Linked DNA regions of Sus scrofa: region 1 is linked to region 2. Evidence: chromatin contacts called from public HiChIP or PLAC-seq data. All regions are on one chromosome and are shown on one strand. Each heading gives the region's core, a stretch centred on a gene start, on an enhancer-like site or on the middle of the called end of the contact. The rest is flanking DNA. Distances are from core to core; before and after follow the strand shown.

Region 1 (4,510 bases), core at 380-2,879, 150 kb before region 2:
CTGACTAGTATCCATGAGGACGCAGTTTCGATTCCTGGCCTCACTCAGTGGGTTAAGGATCACGGTGTTGCTATGAGTTGTGATGTAGGTTGCAGATGTGGCTCAGATCTGGCGTTGTTGTGGCTGGGGCCTAGGCTGGTGGCTACAGCTCTGATTCAGCCCCTAGCCTAGGAACTTCCATATGCCACAGGTGCAGCCCTAAAAAGACAAAAAAAAAAAAGAAAATGTTTGGGGTGGGAGCATTGAGTTGTTAATTTCTGTCTTAAGTATTTGGGGTTTAGAGTGCCTGTGAAACCTTCCAGGGGAAGTGTTCAGTAGGCAGTTGGAAGTGTGGGTGTGGGTCTGAAGCTTCTTAGTGTAAGGTTAGTAGCTGAAGTAATGATTACAAATGAGGTTGCCTAGGATGGGTGTACAGAGTAAAAACAAGAGGAGGCCAGGTGGAACTCTTGGAGAACACCTGTGTTTAGGGAACAAAATAAAGGAAAAGGATCATACATCAAAGAGTAAGATACTGACAACAAGCAAAGGAAGAGGCAGGAAGAATCAAAAGAAAGAATGGTGTCACAGAAGAATGCACAGCAGTCAGCTGGACTAAAAAATATCTGAACAGATCCAGTAGCCTGGTGGGGGCGGCAGGCCAGTGGCAGCACACTGAGGAATAAATGGGGAGAGGAAAAGTAGAGATTGATGTGAAAGAAAGGAAAGAGAAAGGGCAGTAGCCAGAGGGAGGATATAAGCTTGAGAAAAGGTTTTATAAAAAAAAAACAATGGTTGGGAAAAATGATGAACTCGAATCAGCAGGGCCTTGTGACTTGCATCCTCTATTATTCAAAGAATTAGTAAAATTTATTGGTAGAGCCACTATTAGCTATTATTTTTGAGATGCCATGGAGCACAAAAGATAGCTGTAAAAAAAAACCTAGGGAGTAGCTTCTGGATGACCCCAGTAATTACAGATGTCTTCCTATTCCAGATAGTGGGGAAGGTATTACAACATATCATCAAACAATCCACTTAAAATGAACACCTAGACAAATACCAGGCACTGAATAGCAATGACTATGTTTCTGAAATGACAAATTTTGACAGTTGTTGAGTCTCCTTCAGTGATAGGCCACGAATAAAAAGAGGAGTTAATAAATGTGATACCTAAACTTTGATGAAATTTGGAGGTATTCTGTACTGTATGAATGTTAAGTATGCTTATAGCTGGCCTCGTAGCTACCACAGTATTTGTCACTTTGTTAAGTTTATCTGTGAGCCAGGCATTGTGCAGAACACGACAGATACCTGGTTGTTCTATCTTCACAGCCACCCCATCAAGTAAATACTATATTATTATTCCCATTTTATAGATGGGGAGCTTCTTGAAATTCACACAGTGGGACAGAAAGACTGAATCAGGCATCAAGGAGTGGCTTCTACTCTGAACTCTGTTTAATTAAACAAAAGAAAAAAAAAAGTAGCTCTGTGACTGTGGGCAAGTTCCAGCATAGGATGGTGCACTGCTCTTTTTCTATGCTTTTTTTTTTTTTTTTTTCTAAAGAATGAAGCTTCTAGAATGCTTATAAAGGAAAATGACACATAAAACTAACATGTCACACTATCCACTAGTCACATCATATTCTCAGAAAATTATGTTCCTTTTTGATCTCTGTATTTTGACAAGTGATGAGTAATTGCTGGTCTGGAGAACAACCCAGATGATTAATTCTTTAAAAAATAAGCCCTCTGAAAAATCTAAAATAAAGCTTGCAGACTGGAGGTCTGAACAGTGGCATTTTTGCATGGCCTGTACATTGTAAAGGCATCGTAATTGAATTTTTGCTCTTAAAAATTGGGGAATTTCCCATAAAAATCCCTATCACCAGCTGCTCTTGACAAACAGGAAGGAAGCCCTGTCCACACCCGATCCACGTTTACCCTTGGCTACAGTGAGTATAAGTGTGTGTTGTCCGTATGCCCTCTCCTCCACCCAGGCCACCACGTGGTTGGGTAGGAGTCTAACTTCGAGAAAGAAAGCTTTTTAAAAGAGGGCTATTTCCTCCAGCTGTTTAAGAGTTTGGTGGAGTTCCCATCGTGGCTCAGTGGTTGATGAATCTGACTAGCATCCATGAGGACACAGGTTCGATCCCTGGCCTTGCTCAGTGGGTTGGGAATCTGGCATTGCTGTGGCTGTGGTGTAGGCCAGCAGCTGCAGCTCCACTTCAGCCCCTAGCCTGGGAACCTCCATAAGCCACGAGTGCGGCCCTAAAAAGCAAAAAAATAAATAAATAAATAAGAGTTTGGTAGCAATAAATGATTTCCCAAGGGCTAGGTGGTTGGTAGCAGGGCCATGCATTGAGCAACCCCAATGGGAGCTACTTTGTGTAGCCCATGGGAAATATACAGCCATGTGCAGTGGCTGGACTGGGAATTTCTAAGGCAATTGACAAAATTTCCAACTGTGAAATTTTTTTTTTTTTTGTCTTTTTTTTTTTTGCTATTTCTTTGGGCCGCTCCCGCGGCATATGGAGGTTCCCAGGCTAGGGGTCTAATCGGAGCTGTAGCCGCCAGCCTACGCCAGAGCCACAGCAACGCAGGATCCAAGCCGCATCTGCGACCTACACCACAGCTCACGGCAACGCCGGATCCTTAACCCACTGAGCAGGGGCAGGGATCGAACCCGCAACCTCATGGTTCCTAGTCGGATTCGTTAACCACTGCGCCACGACGGGAACTCCGCAACTGTGAAATTTTTTATGTAACCCAAATGACTGCTTGTCCTGTAATACCTGTCACATGGTAGCAAGATCTCATCCTCTCCATCAAATGTCCCCTCAAAGCAGTGTTTACCTGCAACACATGCGTGGCATGTTTCCCCAGAACCTTGCCAAGAGCATGCTTTTCAAACTTTTGGAAATCTGGTGGATGAGAGATCTTTATTTTTCTTATTGGGCCACTGGAGAAATTGAACATATCTTCAGGTTCTGGGGAGGCTTGGCAGGTTTTCGTTTTGCAAACTCTGCTCACCTCTCCCAGTTTTTTACATGAGTTTTAGTTCTTTTTTATTTTAGGAGTTCTTTAGATGTTAGGAATATTAACGTCTGTTATAATAGGAGTTGAGGATTTTTTTTTATTAATTTGTTATTTGTACTTTTGCTTATGGAGTTTTGTTGCCTTTTTTTTTTTCTATGTAGAATTTTATTTTTTATATAGTCAAGTATCCCAGTCTTTTTCCCTTATGCTTCTGGATTTTAGTTACTTAGGAAACATTTCTCCACACCCAAAATGTAGAGGAATTTCCTGCTCTTTTTTCCTGCTGGTTCTTCCTATTTATTTATTTTTTAGATACGGTTACTAGTCGGATTCATATCTGCTGTGCCACAATAGGAACTCTGTTTTTTCCTGTTTCTTATTTTTTTCTCATTTTTTTGAATTTAAATTTGGTTCATTAGGATTTGCACTTGTGTAAGGTGTAGAATGTTAATCCAGTGCCACTTATTAAAAGTGAGGCTTGGAGTTCCTGTCATGCCTCAGTGGTAATGAACCCAACTAGTATACATGACCATTTGAGTTTGATCCCTGGCCTCTCTCAGTGGGTTAAGGATCCAGTGTTGCCTGGAGCTATGGTGTAGGTCGCAGACATGGCTTGGATACTGCATTGCTGTGGCTGTGGTGTAGGCTGGCAGCTGTAGCTCTGATTTGACCCCTAGCCTGGGAACCTCCATGTGCTGCAGGTGCGGCCCTTTAAAAAAAAGAAAAAAAAAAAGTGAGTCTTTTTCCAACTCTTGATCTGAGATTAACTCCATTGTATAATATGCATATATTTTCATACGTAATTTTGTTCTGTATTTTAGATTTTCTACTTTATTCTATCGAGCTTTTTCTTCAGGTGCTCATATCACATTGTTTTGTTTATAGAGCCTTTATAATATAGTTGAATACCTGCTTTTCTATTTCAAGATTTTCCTGATTCTCCTTGCTCAACTGCCCTTCCAAATTAGTCTAATGATCAGCTTGTCTAATTCATAGCAGTAGAGGGGGAGGGGTGTGAGGAGTTGAGGGTAGGATAGATGGTATTTTTGTTGGGATGTTGTTAAGAATTAGAGAGTAGCAATATCCTACGATCTGAGTCTTCCTGTCTAAGAATATAGTGCATCTTAACATTTGTTCAAATCTAATTCTATGCTATGTTCTTTCTTGCACATGCTGCTCCTTAGTTTGGGCCAGGTTGAATTTGAATAGCTTACCTGGCCAACAGAATGTGAGCAGGAGGTCTGGAGAGGGGGAGGTTGGGCTGGAGGAATACGCTAGGAACCATTTTCATTAGTCATATATGACTTCATCATTTGAAATGACCTTTTCATTGTCAAATAGTATTGGACCTTTAAGTTCCTCAGTGAAAATATTTAATTCGTAGTAGATAAATGACCAGGTAACATTTTAATATTTTCTTTTCAGTGAAAGAGATGTTTGAGGGCTACTTTAAAATCCCATGTAGCACAATTTTTTGGTTTCATGGAATAAA
Region 2 (4,817 bases), core at 410-2,909:
GGAAATTGATTTGATTTAAAATCCCAAGTTTGTCAGGTTAATGTGTTTCAATTGTTTCTCTGGATTTTCAGAGTAAAAGGTTTAAAAAAAAATAAAAACCTGGCCGTCATCTCTGAGAGGATCTCTAAACCACTTGCCAAGCCCTCCCCTGTGCCTCCCCAGCAGGTTAGTCTCCCCCAGATCAGACCTGGAGCCCTGGAACTCTCTCTCCACCTGAGGTCTGAGGATGGGTTGCAGAGGGTCCACAGGGGTCTCAGGAGGCCCATGGTCAAGCCTGGGCTAAGCCCTTCCCTGAGATAGGCATTGCCAGTACAACCATGGGCCTCTAGTCAGAGACACATAACCCTAAGCAGATAAGCAAACTGAGCGCCTAGAGACGCCAGATAACGTCGTCATAGAAATCCATGCATAAAAATGAATGGTCAAATCCTGAGTGCTGAGAAGCTGGTGTTTTCATCCAAGGTTAAAAATGGGGTGGGCCGGGGGTGGATAGTGTTCCTTCCTGTGAGTTCAGGTGTCCAGCATTCATTTTCAGAGCTAAGTGGGCACTCTTCCTTGACTATCTGATTTATTCTCTTGGCTTCAGAGTTCATTTTCCAGTCATATTTTCTACTAAATGTTGGCCCCTTCTCGAATGGCTTCTCAAACGCTTTGTCTAAAAGCAGGCTCATGGTCATCTTTCCCTATAAAGCAGCTCCTCTCTTTTGACGTCCCTGCTCGTGGTGGTAGCAGTACAGCTTCGCTTGGGCGTCTCTTACCCCTTCGACTTTCTTCTTCCTCGCCTCCATCAGCCGTGTCCTTTCTTTTGTACCATTTCTTCCTTTATTTCTGTTCCAATTGCCACCACCTTAGTTCAGACCTCCGTGTCGCTCCACAGAGTATTAATAGTGGCCTCGAGTGGACTTCACGCCCTGTGTACTCCATTTGCATCTACTGCCGTTCTGGTGTCTGGGACCCTGTTGCTGGCTTTATGCAGTTGTGATTCCTTATTCCCTTGTCGGTGGTTGCTGAGAGAAGCCTCAGGTCATTACCTGGGTCAGCTTCTCCCTCTACATGACCAGCTTTTCCCAAACATCTTGTTTTCAAACATTCTGCCCACCATTAGCCCTCATGTCCACATTTCGAACAGATAATTACCATACTTCTCCGCTCCCTCCAAACTTTCTACTTTTTATCTCTTTAATTCTCTCCTTACAGGTAGCCTACTTTACTCTCAGCCTGGTCCAATTACTATTGCCAAATGAGTCCATGCTTAGATCAGCTAATTATCTTTATCTCCACTGGCTGATCTTCAAGTCTCTATCATCCTCTGTCCCCGTCAAGACCTGGCCAGAAGCGCTGAGTTCTTCCTTGATCTTTTCCTCCCCAGCACACTAACGACTCCATTAGGCGAATGTCCACTGTAATTTCTTTATGTGTATGTCAATAACCTTCACTGTTTTCTTGGTCTCTTTCAGAGAAGGGAGGAAATAAGGGACTAGGCTGGGAGGAAATTTGCTTTTAAAAATCTAGCCATTTTTCAAGGTCAACAGCACTTACCCCTCCGCCCACCCCCCGAAAGTACAGGGCCCAATTTTCCCAGAGTAGCCTCTAGTGAATAATCCTTAATCACATGCATAGGCTGACCAACTTTTGAGTCAGTCATGTTTATTGAGTGGCCCTGGTAGGTAGAGGCTACATTGTGAAGCAAGATGCTGAGGAAACAGAAAGATAGTTCCCTGAAGGAACTTAGAGCTTCTGAACATTTGGAAACCATCACAACACACATGCACGGTGTAAAATACAAAAATGGATCCTATAGTCATAAAATACTGTAACTCAAAGTACCTTGGAAATCATAGTCTAAGCCTCTCAGTTTAGCACATAAGAGTCTGAGACACAAGCACAGGGGCCTTTCCCAAGTCTCTTCTAATGAAGGATCCAGATTAGAATCCAGATCTCCTGATTCTGAGGCCCCCTTTCCCAGGATTTTGCATGGCCTAGAAGATCATAGTAAAACACAGTCATACAAGGTCTGTAAGAATATAGACGTGATCAGAATATGGCATAGGATTAGGGAAGTTTTTTCTGAAAAAAAAAAAAATCGAAACTGGCCACTTACTACTGGCCCACATCGTGGCTGGAAAAACCCATGATTTCCTAACCAAAGGGACCTCTGAGTTCAGATTTAAAAATCTTATGAACGGAGTTCCCGTTGTGGCTCAGTGGTTAACGAATCCGACTAGGAACCATGAGGTTGCCGGTTCGGTCCCTGCCCTTGCTCAGTGGGTTAACGATCCGGTGTTGCCGTGAGCTGTGGTGTAGGTCGCAGACGCAGCTCGGATCCCGCATTGCTGTGGCTCTGGCGTAGACCAGTGGCTACAGCTCCGATTCAACCCCTAGCCTGGGAATCTCATATGCCACAGAAACGGCCCTAGAAATGGCAAAAAGACTAAAATAAAATAAATAAATAAAAATAAAAATCTTATGAACATACAAGTCAGAAATAGACTCAGTTCCCAGAAGGTATAATGAAGACTGTAGATTACAAAGAAATCCACTTATGTTTTCATATAATTTCCTACCTTGGCTATTACTGCTGCTTCCTTCCCACAGTATTAATTTGACCAGCCTAATAGCTGTGTCATAATTCATACTTTAAAAATTGGCTTAAAGGTATAGTCTCTGCACCAGATTACCTAGGGCTTCATTATCAGGTTTAGAGTGATTAGCCTCTGTTTTTCTTCCCTTTTTCTTCTTATTTCCTACTTTAAAAAAAAATTATTACACTGTTCATTAGGCCATTTATTAGACTATTTTCTTCTACCAAAAGAGACTTGGGTGTGTGTTTTTCCTGTTTTAAGCCCAGATCCATAAAGCATATTTTCCCCACAGTTGACATTTTCTTTTCATGATCCCTTGAAATGAAACGTAAGTGAATTTCACCGTGGTGGTTGTAAATTATGTACTGAGTACCAGTAATAAACATTTCTTACAAAGTTTTAAAGTGTAGTTTCAGAGTGGTGATCATCTGGAATTGCACACATTTACCAGATGTTTTGGAGGGAGTTAGTGCTTTCTGCTCATACACTTTTCACCTCTTTATCCAAATGTGTACAACAGTACAGAAGTGACTTACTAAACCTAAACCGAGCAAAAGAGTGTCTGTGCTCCTAGTACTGCGCCTGAGCAGTCTTGACCAGGAAGGGGGGTGGGGGCGCCGCCTTGTTGGTCCTTCTGCCTCCAGGCAGAGTTGCACATTCAGCCTGTCCCAGAACGCTCACAGTTCTCCTCTAGTGAAAAAGCCCGCATGATATCCCCTGCTTCCTCATCTCCGCTTCTCAAACCCGTTAGTGCAGGTTTCTTGTGTGGGGGTCATGCTAGGGCAAAGGAGGGCAGATGTGCTGGCACTGCTGCTCTCAGATGAAAGCAAACTTGTTTATGTTGTTCTTGTTTCCTTCCGAGTTCTCTGGGGAGTTCCCAAATTCTCCGTAGGATTTGGCAGTGGATATATGGACTTAATAGAAATTCAGGCTGCTGAAGCTTTGAAATGTATAGTCTTTTCTCTAGGGTGTGCTGAGGGTGGGGGAAGGAGGGGCCCAGGGAAGCTTGTTTATTTGCTACATGCTTCTGAATCTTCTCGATTCATTTTTCCTAATTAAACTAAAAACCCACACCTATACTCCTTTAATGTTGACATCACAGGTTTAAACTAACGAGAGGGTATGATTCCAAAGTTCATGTTTTCAGGGCACCATTGAGCCCCTTCCTCACAGCCTCTGTCCATTTGTAGGTGCATAAGAGAGCGTCACGGAAGACCCCAAATGCACAGAGACGTGGCTCTGCTGACTGTGAGGGCAGGGCCTCAGTAACATGAAGGGGGAGTCAAGTTTTTAGTAAGACATGGTGTGTACTGTGATCTACAGCTACAAATGTGTTCGTTTTGCAATTTCTAGTCTGATTTTCAAATTTGTACCTTCACATGGCATTAATAGCATATTCTTACATTAATATTAATTAACATTATAAATTCCTAAGGAGATGAGAAGGGAGCACAGGGCACAGTGTTTGAAGCCGTTCGTATTTGTGGATGGAGCACCTGATATTCTTAGGCACTAGTTCCTCTTTTTGTTGCTTCCTTTTAACCAAGATTATCTTTCAACTCACGTTGAATCATTGCCCTGCTAAAACCCCCAATTTGTGGGGCGTAGGCCCTTGTTAGTTAAAAAGTGTGTTGTTGATCCATCCATAACTTAGACATATTTTTGCCACTGCTTTAGATTAGGCACTGTGCTGGGTGCGACCCCCTCCCACAGGCTCATTACTTAAGTGTCCCAGTCGGCTCAGGACCAGCAGTAACTGGGGGGGCCTCGATCCAGATGTGCGGGGAGGCATTTGTGGTTTCTGACATACTTAGCTAGACCAGATCTTCTCGGAGTGAATTGCTGGGGATGACATTTGTGGGAGCGAGCAGTGTGCTAAATCTGGAAACGCATACTGCCTAGATAGGGTGTGGGCCCAGCCTTGGTGGATAAAGAAGGATCTCTCCTTCTCCCTTCAGCCTGCTGGAGGGAAGTTCAAGTGTGCCTTTGAACAGAGGAGGCCAGATTGCAGCCTGCACACTCCACCAGTCCACTTCTGTGTTACCTTTGTACTGGAAACAATAACCTCAGCCCCAGGGAGGCCTGCAGATCCAGTCTGTCTTGTTGCACGCCTGTGCCAGTGCTCCGGCCGCCCTCTCTGATGATAAGTGTGATGTTCAGTTTGTAATGAGCACTTGCAGTTTCTGTAAACTGTGTAACACCATATAATAAGCAGTAATTTTCCACTTATCCTTG

The links. HiChIP or PLAC-seq counts read pairs in DNA pulled down with a chosen protein or histone mark.
Region 1: an H3K27ac HiChIP or PLAC-seq map of alveolar macrophages shows a contact between it and region 2. The contact joins two enhancer-like sites. A contact is called at or near these places in 2 of 47 Hi-C or Micro-C datasets (both in liver) and 1 of 2 datasets of contacts at active chromatin or transcription factors (alveolar macrophages).

Annotation. Positions count from the first base shown.
Region 1 is chr7:33,925,035-33,929,544 of Sscrofa11.1, reverse strand. All of the region lies in intron 6 of BTBD9 (BTB domain containing 9), which reads left to right. Among named protein-coding and RNA genes, the nearest start is that of BTBD9, 200 kb to the left of the region's middle. Within about 2 kb of position 1,629, at least 1 of the 83 cell types and tissues checked has an H3K27ac peak or open chromatin away from gene starts, as enhancers often do. A contact at or near this core is called in alveolar macrophages, where this site is marked.
Region 2 is chr7:33,777,238-33,782,054 of Sscrofa11.1, reverse strand. All of the region lies in intron 10 of BTBD9 (BTB domain containing 9), which reads left to right. Among named protein-coding and RNA genes, the nearest start is that of BTBD9, 340 kb to the left of the region's middle. Within about 2 kb of position 1,659, at least 1 of the 83 cell types and tissues checked has an H3K27ac peak or open chromatin away from gene starts, as enhancers often do. A contact at or near this core is called in alveolar macrophages, where this site is marked.